Regions from separate parts of the Mus musculus genome. Here region 2 is linked to region 1. The links are chromatin contacts, called in public Hi-C maps. All regions are on one chromosome and are shown on one strand. The core of a region is the stretch at or near the end of the contact, and the rest is flanking DNA. Distances in the headings are between cores, read along the strand shown. Region 1 holds the start of Plppr1 (phospholipid phosphatase related 1). Region 2 overlaps Plppr1 (phospholipid phosphatase related 1).

Region 1 (7,750 bases), core at 2,640-5,139:
TGTTAGATATATGGCAGGGAAAAGATAAATATATCATCGCTCACCTGATCATCTCAGTCCTTTCCATGGCTTATATGGAAGTCATAGTTCCAATGCTCCCACAACACCCTAACTCTTATCCATAATAATAAAACCAATTTCATACTTTTATGAGTAATGATTTAGAAAGGCTAGAGTGAGATTCTGAGTATGGTCCTTCTCTGGTTATAATTACAATTTTGAAGAAGAAAAAACAACTAATGACAATTTTATTCTTTTGAGTGGAGGCACTAGAAAATAATTCTGGTGGGCTAGTTGTCTAGCATGATTCTGTCTCTCAAACTATCAGACATTTTGAGCCCAAACTTACTCTCTTTGTGAATTAGAAGAAAACCTTAGAATGGGCTTGATTTATCTGTTTCCAAAGAAATAGAAACTGTCTTCAGAAACCTGCTTTGCCTTTCTCATTTCAACTTCCATTTTTAGACAATTGCACAAAAGATTTTAAAAGCAGAACCTACCAACTTCACGATCTATAAAAGTACCAAGTATCAGTGTGTTCAGAAGTCTGTTTCAAAGAAAACATTTTATCAGCATATGTTAATTTGTGAGTTCGTATTTATCACTCACCCTTTAAACATTTACTGAATATATCCCACTTGCAGCAGAAGAACAAAAACTCTTTATTTGAGTGACTCATAACTGACCTGTCTGAAGGAAAGATAAACAAAAGCAGACATGCAGTGTTAAATTACTTATTATATACTCGAAGGATCATGGGGATAATTTTGCCATAGTTCTGTCAGCAAAAATCTTTATTACTACTATAGATCTTATACTCAGGAGTAAGACATCTGATAGGCAAACTTAGATGGGAAGAAAATATGTCGTCTAGTAGCAGGTGAGTGGGTAGTGAAAATATACACATGCACTGCGTGCTTTTATTCAACCGTAAAGGAAGAGGAATTCGTGAAGTTTGCAGAAAGATGGATGCAACTGGAAGCATTATTTGAGCTAACACGGGCTCAGAGAGACCAGTACCATATGTTCTCTCCCATGCGGATCCTTGCCGCTAGCTATTGAGTTTGTGTATCCAGAAGGGAGTAAATATAGGTAAAGGCAGGAAACTAGAAAGGGGCCCACGTGACTTCGAAGAAGGACACTTTAAAGGAGTTGGGGTGGGGCTAGTAACAGAGTAAGGTGGAGCAGGGAATGCGGGTGTGTGTGAGAAGATACAGTGGGGAAAGTGGGGGTAAGATGAAGGACGGGTATGTGTCTGGGAGTAATCATCCAAAATGAAATGTGCCTGGAAACCGCATATGAAACCCTACTTAGCTAAGCTAATGTCAAATGTAAAGATAAATATTTTTCAAAGTTGATTGCCAAGGAAAGTGCCAGTCGGGTGGGGGGGGTGGACCTCTATTCATACGATGAGAAATAAGGGGTGCACATGCTTGCTTGAAGACACGCCTGTCTCACCGTTATGTCCATACATGAGCAGAAAGGTGAGGCTAGAATTAGTTACTATTTGCAAGGCCACGTGTCTTCATAGTATTCTTTTTACTACATGGATTTAAATACATTAGGGTGATGCGTGCGTGGGTGATAGAAGAAGCCAGAAGGGAAAATTGGGAAGCTTTGGTTTTCAACTTTTTCACTTGCACTCTCTTAGAAAAGAAAATCTCAGCTTAAAACAAAATTCAGGGTAATGAAAACGTTAACCAAAACACTGAGAGCCGCAGTTTGCAGAGAGCCATGCAAGCTAGGAAGTGTTATATGCTTTGTGTACATCGTGTCCCCCCTGAATTTTCCCCACTCCCCACATAGGAAGGTTTTATTCTTGAACTGTCCATTCATAGTTCTATAGTAGATGCAGTATAGAGGGATTCCACTTGATTCGCAGTTCCACACATGAAAGGTTCTCTTCACCTTTGACCTTGAAGCTACTTGACACTTTCAGATGGTGAAGTGGGGCCCGGGGAGATGGCTCAGCAGGTTATGGTGTCCACAATTAAACACCACAAACTTAGTTTGATTCTCAGGATCCATATATTGTGGAGGGTAAGGATTGGCTTTTGCAAGTTGTTCTCTGACCCTGCTAATATGAGAACCTTGAAATTCCTGTAAACATTGTTGATTGTTCTAAAGGGAATGTGTGTGTGTGCGCGCGCGTGCAGATCTCTCTTAGATATTTCTAAATACTGTAATAGCAAAACATTAAAAAAATAAAAACAGTCATGGTTAGGAGCCCCAAATATATGTCAGAGGTTTCATTGGAGACCCTGATCTTCCTCCTGGGTGGATGGAAATCCAACGTTACTGTTCTTTAAGCAAAGGACTCAGCTTTATTCTCAATGAGGGGGAAGGTATTGCCACCTGCCACACTTCCTGGGCAGCACTCTTTCTAAGAACCTCCTATCCTGGTGTTCTTAGTTCCCCCCCCCCGCCCCTTCCTGAACTTTGCTTTTGTTTGTGGTATTTAGACATGCTGTTTTCTCTCCTCTGTGTGTGTCCTAGGATTTGATCTAATTGTCTGCTGTTCAAGTGTCACTCAGCATTATTATTGAGAAGACAAATGGGACACAGGTCAGAGTTCATCAAGAAGGCATCTGCTTGCTAGAAGTGCACAGTGGAAGCCCTCCGAAGTGATCTTTAAGGAAAGCTTGGAAAACATTTGCCAGAGAGGGCCATCTTCTGTGCTTCTTCCTTGGAGGGATAAAAAAAAAAAACAAGTGAGTGCAAGGGAGTTCCAGAAAGTCCCCTGTTTGGGATGTCTTTTTCTAAAGTAGGGAAGCAAATGGGGTTATGTGTGCTGCTGCTGTTTGATTAAACTGTGAGAAGAAAATGGACGCTTGTTGGTGCACAAACATCGCTGAGAAAGTTTCCACTCCACTTGCTGAGTCTCTCACCTGCCAATGTCCAGTGGCTTCAGGTTACTGTGCCTTTACAGGCTCAAGTTCTCTTACTGGACTTTCTTAAGCTAACAGTTGTTCTTCCACTTAGCAGAGGGGCCAGAAGCCTCAACCTATGAGAGCCCACAATTGCTTTGGCACTGGAGACAAGCGGGGCAATGGCTGCATTGTTCTTTTTGCCCTCTTGAGTAGGCAACTGTCTTCTCCATCGGATCTTGACACGGAACAAGGCTGAATCCAGGGTCCTTGGAGAGTCACCTTCCTTCCGCTACCCTTTATGTGCCTTTCTGCCCTGAAGCCGTTAAAGCTGTTTGGACTGGACGACTCTGGACTGCCTGCCCTTACTCCTTGCTAAACACAGACTGGAAGTTGGGGGAAGAAGGAAACCCAAGTCAGAAAGCTCATTTTAGTCCAGGTGCCACCTGCAGCCCGGGTTTCCTTGTGGACTTCTCTGCATATATCATGCTTTGGCCTCAGAGATTGCTTGAGAAAGCACTAAAAATATCCAAGGCAAGAAAAACGCAGCGCTACCAAAGACTGGCAAGCAGAAGCGGCTCCTAGGTGGGTGGGGATCCTGCCACTGGCTTCCAGAGCGCGGGAGCCCTGGCGTCTCTGCTCAGGGAGCACCTAGGTAGCGGGATTCCCGGGCTGCCTTCCAGGAACCCCGCAGAGTCTCCGGTACTCCCTGGGGCACAACCCTGCAAGCTTCATGCTTCAGCTCTTGAGAGAGAGCAAGCTCGGTGCCCCTCTCTGAGCATGCGCGGTCCTCTCCCCGCCTCTACGCCCCCCCACGCCCCCTCCCCGCCGGCCTTTTGCTCCTTCCCTTTCATTAAACAAACGGGAGGTCCCAAAACCTGGACCCAACGACAAGAGGAGGCAGCAGAGGAGGCTTAGCAAGGGATGGTCGCCGAGGGGAATCTGTGATCCCGCGCACTCCCGCCCCCACCCCGCCCACGAGCGCACACACACACACACACCGCACAAACACACACACTCGCATACGCCCGTGCCGCGCGCTCGCCCGCTCGCTCTCCCACGCAAGCGGAATGCAGCAGCGCCTGAGGAGCTCGTCTGCAGCCGCTGCCTGAATGCACCTCGCCGCCTGCAGTCCGTCCGCCCAATAGGGCGCAAGGAAGGAAGCTTGGCCGCCAAAGGTGAGTGTGGTGCCCGGGGCACAGCTGAGGCTGGACATACTGGGGCGAAGGGGGCAGGTTTCCGACTGGACGAAGCGACTCAGGTGGCCCACGCCTGGCTTGCCGGTTGCAAGGTGCAGATGAAGGTAATGCCCTGGTTGTTCCGAGGAGGAGAGCGCGATCCCATCCCAGCGAGGATCTCGGCTCCTGCGAGGTGCCAGATGGACCCAGAAGAAAGCTACCCCGTCCAGGCTCGTAAACTTTCCTCTCCTGTCATTTGGAAAACGTGGAGACAAAGGGGGCGTGGAGGCGCTCTCTCGGTCCGGTTCCGCCCTTCAGACTGCATTGGGTCGAGATACCCAGCAGGGTTGCAGGGGTGGGCGTGGGGATCCGGAGACCTTTCCAGTAGCTGTTGTCAAACCCACCGCCCCAGCAGGGGTTGAGATTTCTCAGCCCCTAGCTGTAAGCGTTGCCATTGATTTTGCCTCAGGCGTGGGCACCTGCCAGAGATTCTCTTTCCTGAGCTCCAGGCGCATAGTAACAGTGTCACCTGGAGAATTAGGATGGCCAAGGGCTTTCTTGTCGACTTCGACGGTGACCGAGTTTCTAGGGTGAGGCTCGGGTCAGTGCAGGATGAGTGATGAGTTATTGAAAGGCTTGGAGTAATCACCTCCTAGAAACGCCGGGCCCCAGGGTCTCTGCTCCCGGGAGAAGGCGCTGTCTTCACAAACACCACTGCAGCAGATCTGGGAGCTGGGCTGAGACAGCTGTGTGGCAGCGGTGTCAAGCGAATCTGGGAATTTATTTTTGCCCTGGATTTTGTGGCACACACGTGTGGACTACGTGTAGGATTCTGGGCTGTTATTTGTCTTTGTGGGGATACAGGTTTTTTTTTTTGCTTTCAACCTATTCTGTGGAGATTCTTTGCCACCTGCCACCTAGTTATCTAGTTATTTCCCTACCTATTTCTCTTCTGCACCAGGGAAAAGGTCCTGAGAACAGAATTTCCATTTGAAAAGCCAGTCCCCGCTGAGATGAACTCTGAGCAAGGGTCTCTTGCGACTGGGGGAAGCCTGGAATCTAAGGGCCCTTTGAGGTAGCCAACACTGGGTCAGCAGGTGAGGCCAGACAAAGAGGAATAGAAGAGGGGCAAACGAGAGGCATTTAAAGAGGTGTGAACAGACAGCCAATTAAGGCAGGATGAGGGCCAGTGGCAGGCACTGTAAGGCGTTCACTGATTCCATTCTCCTTTCTGGGGCTGTGGTTGGCAGTCCCTGTTCATGGAGTGGGATCTACTTTGGAGGTGCCCAGGTTGTTGCATCTGGACCACAAAAGACTTGGTCTTCCCAAACTTGCCTTTACTATACAAACAAGTTTGGGTTTTTAGGTATAGAAAGTAAATGTGTTCACGTTTCTCCATCCTGCCGTGTTTGTGACTGGAAGGTTGGGTGGATGCACGTGGGTACAGTTTTTGTCTCTTCTATAAGCTAGAGTCTGGTGTTGAAGCGAAGCTGGTGCTGGCAGAAGAAATGCTGGAGGCCGGGATCCAGTATTAGTGACTGGACCATATAGCCATGGGGCCTTCTCTCAGACCTTCAGGTGGCAATGATTTTGCTTTGATAACTTTAGGACTGAAATGTGAGACACTGTGACATATATGAGCTTCACTAACAAAGTTCACATGAGAGACCTTGTTTTGCCGGGTGAGGCTTGGAAGAGGAAAGGAAAAATATAGAGGGGCAGGGGTGGGTTGATCAAGGGAAACAGAGGACTGAAAAAGCCTAGCTTTAGGACTCCATTGAAGTGTACAGCGAGAAAGAAATCCAAAAGTGTTTTTGCTTGTTCTTTTTCAAATAACTAGGGAAGAAAAGACCTTCCCAGAAGCTAGTTATTCTTACCTCAGGGTGACAGTCTCAGCCTGATTCTCGAAACTCTCGGCAGGAAAAGATGGAGGGTTTTGGCTTTTTTTTTCTCCCCTTACCTAGAGTTCTTTATCTGCTACAATATATTTTCTTTCTTCCTTTGCAAGACGCAGTTATTTTGAACACGCAGATTCTGTTGACAGGTGCCTATTGACCATGTGTCCTGCACTCAGTACCAGAAGCCACTCAAAATCTAGAACCCAGTTCTGGCCCTCAGAGTGTTTTCAGCCAGTGGGTAAATCTGGGCTTGGCACACACAGAGCAGTCAGCTTGCACTGTCTCTGCCCTGTACTGAGCTCCGGACGTATGACCTGTGTAGTCCTCACCCTTCCTCTGGATTGTCTCAGCGTTTAGAGAACAGGCACCAGGACTTGTTGCTGAAGGAAAAAATAAAAACAAAACAAAACCCAGGAGAGTAAAAGCTGGTTCAAACCTTCAAGAAAGAGCAAACCACCCCTGGTGTATAACCAACTCACTTAATGACCGCAGTATAAGCAGAGTGCCAACAGCACATGCAAGCCAATGATTTCCTTTTCTTCCCCTGGAGAATGTAAGTGATTCTTGGGATACTTTCGAAAAATTGAATAGTCTTTGCAAGGAGGGAAGGATTGAAAGGTAATTCTAGGCAGAGGAAATGTGTGACTGCTTGATACACATTGGGTAACTGTAAGTCGTCCCGTGTGACTGTAGTCATATAGGAAAGAATGGCACCTGGGTGACTCTAATTAACAGCTAATGCTGTGGAGTGAGTGTTTGTACAGAGATATGGCCAGGATGCTATGAAAGCACACAAAGGGAGAGCTTCCAGGGAAAGACAGGTTGGGGGGGATCAAAAAGTTTCTTAGGGAGTCTGACAGGAGGTGAGTCTTGAACAAGAACAAGAAGAGAAGGACTTCCCAGGCAGAAAGCAAATCTGAGTCATGGAAGGAGTTTTGTGTGGCTGCAGCAAGAGATGCAGGGTCCTTATCTCCTTAGAGTGGGATAACAGCATGTCAGAGAAATAAGCAGGAGTCACGAGTCACGTGTGTGCCGGGAATTCCCTCTGCCCTCACCCCCACCCCCACCCCTGACGCTCCATCAAAAGAGCTTCAATTTTATGTGAAAGTGTAGGAGCCTTTGAAGGTTGGGAGAGTCTGAGACACGATCAGATCTGCATTAGAGAATGTTGGGCATGACCACAGCGTGGAGGATGGATTGGAGATGGTGAGGCTGCAGTCCCGGAGCTTACTGTGGGAAGATGAGTGTGAAATGACAGAGATGGTGGAGTAGCGGTGGGAAGCAGGAGGAAATAGGCCTGGGAAGCCAGAGATAGTGGTAAAACCTGCTACTCGCCCTCAGCATCCATTCCTGGGTGTTGTTTTCTGCTTTGTGAGTGCAGGGCAGCCACCTCTGTATCTTGCATATTTAGCATGGGGCTGATAGAGAGCCAACACACATTTGCTGGACAGATGACTAAATTAGTTGAACGAGTCACTGAACTCTCTGTAATGACTCTGCTCTAAGATAATAGACATTAAGTCATGGTCTCTGAGGTCCCCACTTTTGGGGTCCAGTGACAAAAAAATGTACTAGGGAGACTGCAGACACATATCCTCAGCTTAATCTGTGAAGAAATGCCACTCCTCCACAGAATCACTGTGAACAACATTGAGGCATCATTTTAGAGCACCTACTGAAAAAATTGGCTTACCAGCAAATCTTGGACACGGTGGTAGGATCATTCAATTAGTTCCTGATACTAAGTAGGTTATAATGAATCTTTCCCTATTCCCCTTGCTTGTCAAAATACACTTATTTACTGAAT
Region 2 (7,750 bases), core at 2,184-4,683, 150 kb after region 1:
CAGGATTCCAGAGAGCCATGGTTTCACCTTCTTGCACCTTCTTTTTTAAATCTGAAAACTTTGGTAGATTTTTTTTAAAAATGTATTTTATTCACTTTACATCCCAATATCAGCCCCCCCTCTCCTTCACATACCCCCTCATGCAGATCCTCTCTCCATTCCTCCTCCTTTGAGAGGGTAAAGCCTCCTCTGGGTATCACACACACACACACACACACACACACACACACACACACACTGCTCTCCCGTTCTGAGCACATCAAATTACTGTAGGACTAGGCGCATCCTCTCCCACTGAGGTCAGACAAGGTAGCCCAGTTAGGGGAATGGGATCATGGGATCTACAAGAAGGCAGGCAACAGATTCAGGGACAGCTCCTATTCCAGTTATTCGGGGATTCACATGAAGACCAAGCTGCACATCTTCTATGTATGTGCAGGGGGATAGGTCTAGCCCATGACTGCCCTCTGAAAGATCCAACAAGCAAGCTCTTTGGTTGGTGGTTCTGTTTCTGGGAGCATCTAGCACATTTCTTTATACCTATATGTTTTAATTACAAGGAGATAGGTTTCCTTTGGCTATTTCATACACCCTTCATCTCAGTTAACCCTCCCTCCACTTATATACCCCTTCCCAACTTAGACATTTCCTTTGCAATGTTCTCCTCTTTCCTTTCATATCACATTTACTCTACTGTCTGCCTCCATTAAGCTAAACACAGAGATCTAAAGAATGAAGCAAGGGTCCTGATCTGAGAGACAACATGTGGTGTTTATCTTCCTATGCCTGGATTACATCAACCTATTTTTTTCTAGTTCCATCTATTTTCCTGCAAAATCCATATTTCTGTCTTTTTTTATATCTTGAGAAAATTTCACTGTTTGTATGTAACACATTTTAATTATCCATTCATCAGCTGGTGGAAATCTATGCTATTTCTATTTTCTAGGTGTTGTTTGAAGGCTATACAGACCTTTGGGTAAATAACCAAGAGAGGTATAGCTTGGACATACAGTAGTTCTAGCTTTTTGAGGAAGCACCACACAGATTTCAATACTGCCTACATAGTGATCCTCCCACCCACAGTGAATAAGAGTTCCTTTTTCCCCACATCCATGCCAGCATCTGTTGTCACTTGAGACATACTATTCTGACTGGGGTGAGATGGGAACTCAAAATAGTTTTAATTTTTAGTTTATCCTTTAGCAGGTTTTTCAGAAGTCATAACTCATAAATACTTGTTTAAAGTTGACTTCGTATTGTGATAACTGAGGAATGGTAACTTTACTTGGCATGAAGTCTCCATGGGTACAACAGTCAGCTCTATTCTGCTCCCTTTTACTCCCTGATAGAATTGTTACTGCTGCAAACTCCTCCAGCATTAACTCTTCACAACAGGTGATGCACTCTTTCTTTTCAGTTGATTGTAATATTTGCCCCCCTTCCCTAGAAGTGCTTCGGTTCCTAAGTGCTAATTTCTCCTATAATTTATTTTGCATTATCAATATAAATGACATTTAGATAGCTTGTCCTGATTAAAATGTTCCCTTGTAGAGGGAGGAGGAGGACTCCTAAGACTCAATAAAAAACAAAAATTACGAGTCTTAGGAAGTTCTTGAAATGTAACAAGGTTCAAAAGGTCCCTCTTCAAGATTAGAAAGCCAGTAAAACAATTCCTGGGAGGAGGCTGTCCTGATAGCTGACATAGATCTTGCAGAGAGTTTCAAGGATACAGGTTTTGTGAGTCCTCATCAGCACCTGAGTAGGCATTTTCAGTGATTCAGCTGCCTATGCTTGAAAGTGACCCCAATAAAGTCACCGGCTCCCTAGGTTAGAATAGAGTAGAATCATTTCTTTCATCTGCCATTGATATCCTCTCTAGGTAAACAGATGTCTGTTCCTGCCCTCCCCGAGCAAAAGACACACAGCAATGAACATCCAAATAATATTCCATTTTCTTTTCACTGTAACAACTTTCTGATGTATTATATACCTTTCTACTTCTTTCTATACTCTTTCTGTTCATTCATCTCATTTCTACTTAATTTCTAAAAATTCTGTGCATTTTTTGCTTTAGTCTTCCTACTTTATAGTGTTATTTCATTGCTTTTGCCTTTCTTGCGTGTCTTTCATTGTACCACATGCATTTTACGTACTCTCAGAATAAGGTGATTAGTCATCTTATTTGTTGTGTCTGCCACCGTGTGGCGCTCAGTGGATAGATTCTTTTAGGATTCATGTGGGTGTTAGGTTTTGGGAGTAACGCTTTGGAGGGATTTTGAATGACTATAACTCTTGCACTTTGGTTTTATTATTGGAGCCCCAACTCCCATGGCCCCAAAGTCAGAGCATTTTTCTCCCTGTGTTCTTCTTATGCTAGCAGTGTCTTTGTTCTTGAGAGCGAAGAGCGACTTTTCAGGAATACTGGCTTTTACACAGGTGTTGTCCTTCCAAAACAAGTCCTCCTGTCCTATATTGTGGACACTAAGGTCCAAACCCCAATACTGAGATTGATCTGTAACTCTTTCTCTACACTCACCTGGGCCCACCGGGGCTTGTGTCTATGCATCACCACCATGGGCCCACTGGGGCTTGTGTCTATGCATCACCACCAGCGTTTCTAGTACCTTTTCTGTTTCAGTTTAACCTGTGAATTCAACAGAAAGAGAGAGAAAGAGGGAAGGAAGGGAGAGAAGAAGGAAGGGAGAGAGGAAGGGAGGGAAGAAAGAAGGGAGGGAGGGAGGGAGGGAGGGAGGGAAGGAGGGAGGGAGAGAGGAAGAAAGAGGAGAGGAGAGAATGAGAGAAAGGTATGTGTTTTGTACTAGGTTTTTCCATTACCTTTTTCCATCAATTTATTAACTCAAGAAAATATTAATGTCTACAGTTTCCCTGAGGCACTAGGTGATTGCCTTTTCTAAATGGTTTTCATGTAACTAAGCTTCTTCTGTAACTTGGCGCTTATAAAACTCCTTGTAAGGCAGGATTTCGTAGCCCTGCTGAGATGAATACAAGGCAAGGATGAGAGACACCTGTTGCCCAGTGTTGAACTCTCAAGTGCATTTTCTTCGCTACTTTTATATAAGCATAGACTGGGTATGTTTGTTTTATTCCTGGAAGTTGGTGAGGAGAATAGCCATGAACCAACACCCCTAATTCAAATTTCCCAGAGAAGCAGGAACTTGCTTTGGACTCACTTGGAAGAGGTGGCAGTGAGCTGCCTGGTGAGGCGCTGAGCCGCACATATCGTCTTGTGGCCATGACAGTCAGGAGCAGCATTACCCTGGGCATTTCTGGAATTGTACAAAAATGAGAGGGGTCAGTGCTTATAGATTACAAAAGCGCATGTAGAAAATAATGACCGGACCAAAAGGAAGGGCAGAGCGTTGGGAGGAAAGCAGATAGGTTAAGACGCAAGCAATGCTGGGCAGACAGAATGAATCCTTTGTCTCCTCCCAGCGCCAGCAGGTTCTGTCTCTGACACTGAAATCTTAACATGTGGATAAGGATCTGAGGGTCTGGAACGGAAGGGTTTTAGCACAATCAGAGAAAAATCCATGTGGTATTTCAGACCAATAGACTTTAGCTTTTCACTGATCTAATTGCAGTAGAAAAAGCAAAAAGTAGCAAATGTTTGTCTGGACAGAGGCCAGAGAAATCAGATGGAATAGGAGAAAAATTCATTTTTAACAGGAGGCATGGCTCTCTCAGCTTTGTTTCTGCATCTTACAGTTAGGAATATCTTGGAGGGATCAAGACACAGGACTGAGAGTCTAACAGTTAGAGGAAAATTAAAACAGTGCCAAAGGACTCAGGAGTCTTTCTGTGTTTTTTTGTACACTCCCTCCTTTCTGCATCCTGCTGTCTCCATCTTGCCTTTTCTTTATCTGTTATTTCAGCAACGCATTTCATGCTTGAGAATCTATAGAGAGAGCATTTCCCTAAGGAAAGACTCATAAATTGGTGTCTCAGGAGTCTGAACAAAAATAATGTGTGTTGTTTGTGGTATCCCATGCTCCCTTGCAAAATTAGACATTTTCCCCCCAAAATGCTTAATAGTAACTATCTGTTTTGGACAAATGTCTCCACATACAAATAGATTTCTCTAAGGACAATTTTATTGTATCCTCTGTAAAATCGTTACTAAACTGCACCTTCAAATCTCTTTCAAATGTATTTGTGCTAAGACCAACTCTATGTGGAGCTGTGCTTCCTCAGAAGAGACTGGGGGCTGGAAACCTTTCCATAATGTATGCAGCAGAGGCTTGACATGTATGCATGAGCCAGGGTTAGTTTTCTCATTTTGGTGGTTGACTGTACTTGCAAGTTTTATTGCCCGTGTTTGACAATTCATTCCTCTCAGATTGAACCTATCAGATGATGATGATAAATCATATCCTGGAGATAAATAAATAATACAATGTTTGCCAAGAACTTGATTTTGATTTCCTTAGGGTGGAAGGGAAGTAACCGTGCATCACTCTTTGGGCATTGAATGCCATCTGTGTCCGTTGCCTTAAGTGTCTCTGATTTGGGAAGAAGGATGTCTCTGTACCTGCATTTCTAACCTGAGCTTGCAGCTTCTTAGATTAAGTCATTTTACCTGTTTGTATATGAGCCTCACATTTTGATTCTTTCAGATTTGTATACCTAATTCATATTGAAAGTTTTGTCTCCAGTTTTTAAATAAATAAATAATAGTGAAATAAATAAATAAAATAATAAACTGGTTTCTGCTTATAGAAAAATATCAGAATCTTATTGTCTTCTAAAATGAAATGGAAAATATATAAGTTGTTATGAAGCTTTCTGGACTCAAGTCCTGGCTCTATTGTTTGTTGCCGATACAAACTTGTTTGTCCTTTAAGATTTCAGTTACTTTGTTAAACAGAAAGAAATAGGAATGCATCATGAGAGCTTTTGAAAAATTAATGAGGTGAGGCACCCGAGCATTCTTGCTGAGTAACACATGCTTGACAAGAATAATTTTAAAGTAACAGTTTTGGCACAAAGATGAAAGTAAGCCAATTATACACTTGTGCCTGTGTGTACTTGCATAGACACACACACACACACACACACACACACACACACACACACACCAAAAACCGACAGAAGAGACAGCCTCTGGGTAGTTTAATCCTGCTATATGTGAATTTTGGGGGCTTACATGATTTTAGGAAGAAACTTTACTAGATAGCAGAACAATGAATTTATATGGCTTTTAAATTACAGTGGCAAATATTAATGATAAAATTTTTTGCCTATACTTTTCTGGACAAACATCACTTAATGGTGTTTTTGGTGCAATCAATATTCAGTTGTCCATTTTGGTAAGTATCATGGTCCCCAGGCTAGTTTTAAAGGCAGAACTCCATTCTTGGTTTTTGATTTTCTGAGGGAGTGAGTGAGACTCCTTTAGAATGGGTCCAGGTCCCAGTTAAAACAAGATCTCACAAAATAAGAGAAGTGAGGACCAGCAAGATGATCTTGTCCTGAATGCCAAGGGACCAGGAGCTGAGGAAACCAACTGGGAGTGAGTTTGATCAAAGACGTGGGGTTGGGAATCTGGTTTCCTACATCCCCATGCTGCCTTCTCTGATCACCTCAATGGTTAGTTCTCCTTCCTGCAACTCTTGGGAGAAGTACGTGCTTCTATGAAGTACAACAAACAAACAACAACAACAACAACAAAATCAAACAAACAAACAACCCTCAACCTCAGAAGTAAGAAAGAGGAGACTGGGAAAGGGATGAGCAGAGTAAGAGTGTCTGTGCTCTCGTGAGCATGTTAATGAAATGAATTAATTATAATGAAATCTCTTCCTTTCAGAGATCTCAGCCCCTTCCCATCCACAGATACTGATATTCTATCATCAAATACATCATATTTCCTTAAAACTGTATGCTTAAAACATTAGTAGAACAATATTTATGATCCTATATAAAAGAAATTTGTCTTCACATGTTAACTTCCAAAAGAAAAATCTGAAGAACAAAGAAGAAACTGACTGGCCCAAGGCAACACAGCTTCCGACATTAAAGTTTGGAGCTTTACAATATAAAGTATTCTTTTCTTTCACTGTGTATATATAGCTATCACTATTACAGTGAACTGCTGAACTTTGTCCAGTGGAGAACCAGTTAAATTATTGGTTCTCAGCCTCTGGGCCATGATTCCATATTGGTTACATATTGGATATTCTGTATATCAAATATTTACTTTATAATTCATAATAGTTTCAACATTACAATTATGAGGTCACAATGAAATAATTTTATGGTTGTGATCACCACAACATGAGGAGCTGTGTTAAAGAGTTGCAGCATTAGGAAGATTGAGAAGCAGTGGATTAGAGAGAAGTTCTTGTTTATGTCTTCAGGGACCAGAAGGAAGACACATTGAACTGTGGAAGTGTGAACTTCCTTTCCTAGAATCTGTCTTCCTTGAAGACCCTAAAAAACATTTTTACATTTTGATCAAGATAGATTTCAACTCCCTAAAGCTCTTTGCAAAATCCTTTGACTTGATGGAGACTTACATTGACTAGTGAGACTCAGAAAATACTCTGAGCTCTTGGTATTAGATGACATTTTTTTCTAAAAAGATTTGCTTGCTTTTATTTTTATGTGTATGAGTGTCTGTACACCGCATGTATGCTTGGTGCCCACAGAAGTAAAAAGAGGGCATCACTTCCTCTGGAACTGGGATTACAGACTGTTATGAGTTGCCATGTGGGTGCTAAGACCTGAGCCATCTTTCCTAGTTCCAATATAACACTGTTTGTAAAAATGCATTTTGAATGAATTCAACTAGACTTTTATACAGTAAAAATATAATCAGCAAAGTCTTCATAATTTAGCTGTACAGAACTTCAGCATTTTGACATTATTTGGCTTGGATTTCATCATCATCATCATCATAGGACTTGCCTGATGCAGTCAAAGCTCCTTTGTATTCTTTCTTATAGGATTTCATTTCCCTCTTTGCCCGTTCAGAATTCACTACCAATCTAAGTTTGGTGAATACAGTTTTGTAACATGTAAATATTTTGTACATATGCATTAGTGTACATTGTGCCTTAATATGTCAAAATACTGAAAACAATTATAGCTGCACTGTTGAAGCATCTAAAGAACATAGTACATATAATTATAACTGTATAAAAGATTAGACAATGTACACAAATTGTCTCCCAAGTTATTAATTCTTGCTGTATAGAATAGATTCTGCCACTGTAACTCGCTGTACCTAAATGCTGGTGGCTTGACTAACATACAGGCTACTTTCTTACACTGTGGTTGTTGATAAGAGATGTCTGTTCATCTCATCTCATTCTCTTCAGGACCAAATCCTTTGGAGCCTCCATCCCAGAGTGGTTCCATGTTTATTTTTATAAGGTGAAACAATCTTGCAGACTCATAAAACTGACCTTTAAAGCTCATATTTGATCAGGTATGTCATTACCACTAGCATTTCATTATCAAGAGCCATAAGCATATGGCCATTTCCCATTACATCCAACATAGAAATGAACAGTGGAAAGAGAGAAAGTCTTTTTTTTTCAGCCTAAGTTGTGTATCACTAAGTGTCCTCATGAGTTCTTTTTCCACTAAAAATGAAATCCTGTCTCATTTACATGTTACAGGTTTACTTAGTCAAGTTCCAGTTAATAAGACACTGGAAAATGTTTGCGGAGATTTTATCTATTAATGATTTATGTGGGAAACCCCATTGTTCCTCAAGCAGAAA

What was found. A called contact is a pair of places that touch in the nucleus more often than the background predicts.
Region 2: a Hi-C map of forebrain shows a contact between it and region 1, with 2.9 times the contacts expected there. The contact joins the enhancer-like site here to the promoter of Plppr1 in region 1. A contact is called at or near these places in 6 of 484 Hi-C or Micro-C datasets (cerebral cortex, cortical neurons, forebrain and 2 more), 2 of 115 datasets of contacts at active chromatin or transcription factors (embryonic forebrain and forebrain) and 1 of 9 other capture datasets (pancreatic islet).

What each region holds. Positions count from the first base shown.
Region 1 is chr4:49,055,573-49,063,322 of GRCm38.p6, forward strand. It overlaps Plppr1 (phospholipid phosphatase related 1), which reads left to right and starts at 3,890. Exons shown (of 8, transcript NM_178756.4): 1 at 3,890-4,045.
Region 2 is chr4:49,209,583-49,217,332 of GRCm38.p6, forward strand. All of the region lies in intron 2 of Plppr1 (phospholipid phosphatase related 1), which reads left to right. Among named protein-coding and RNA genes, the nearest start is that of Gm32657, 32 kb to the right of the region's middle. Within about 2 kb of position 3,434, at least 10 of the 459 cell types and tissues checked have an H3K27ac peak or open chromatin away from gene starts, as enhancers often do. A contact at or near this core is called in cortical neurons and forebrain, where this site is marked.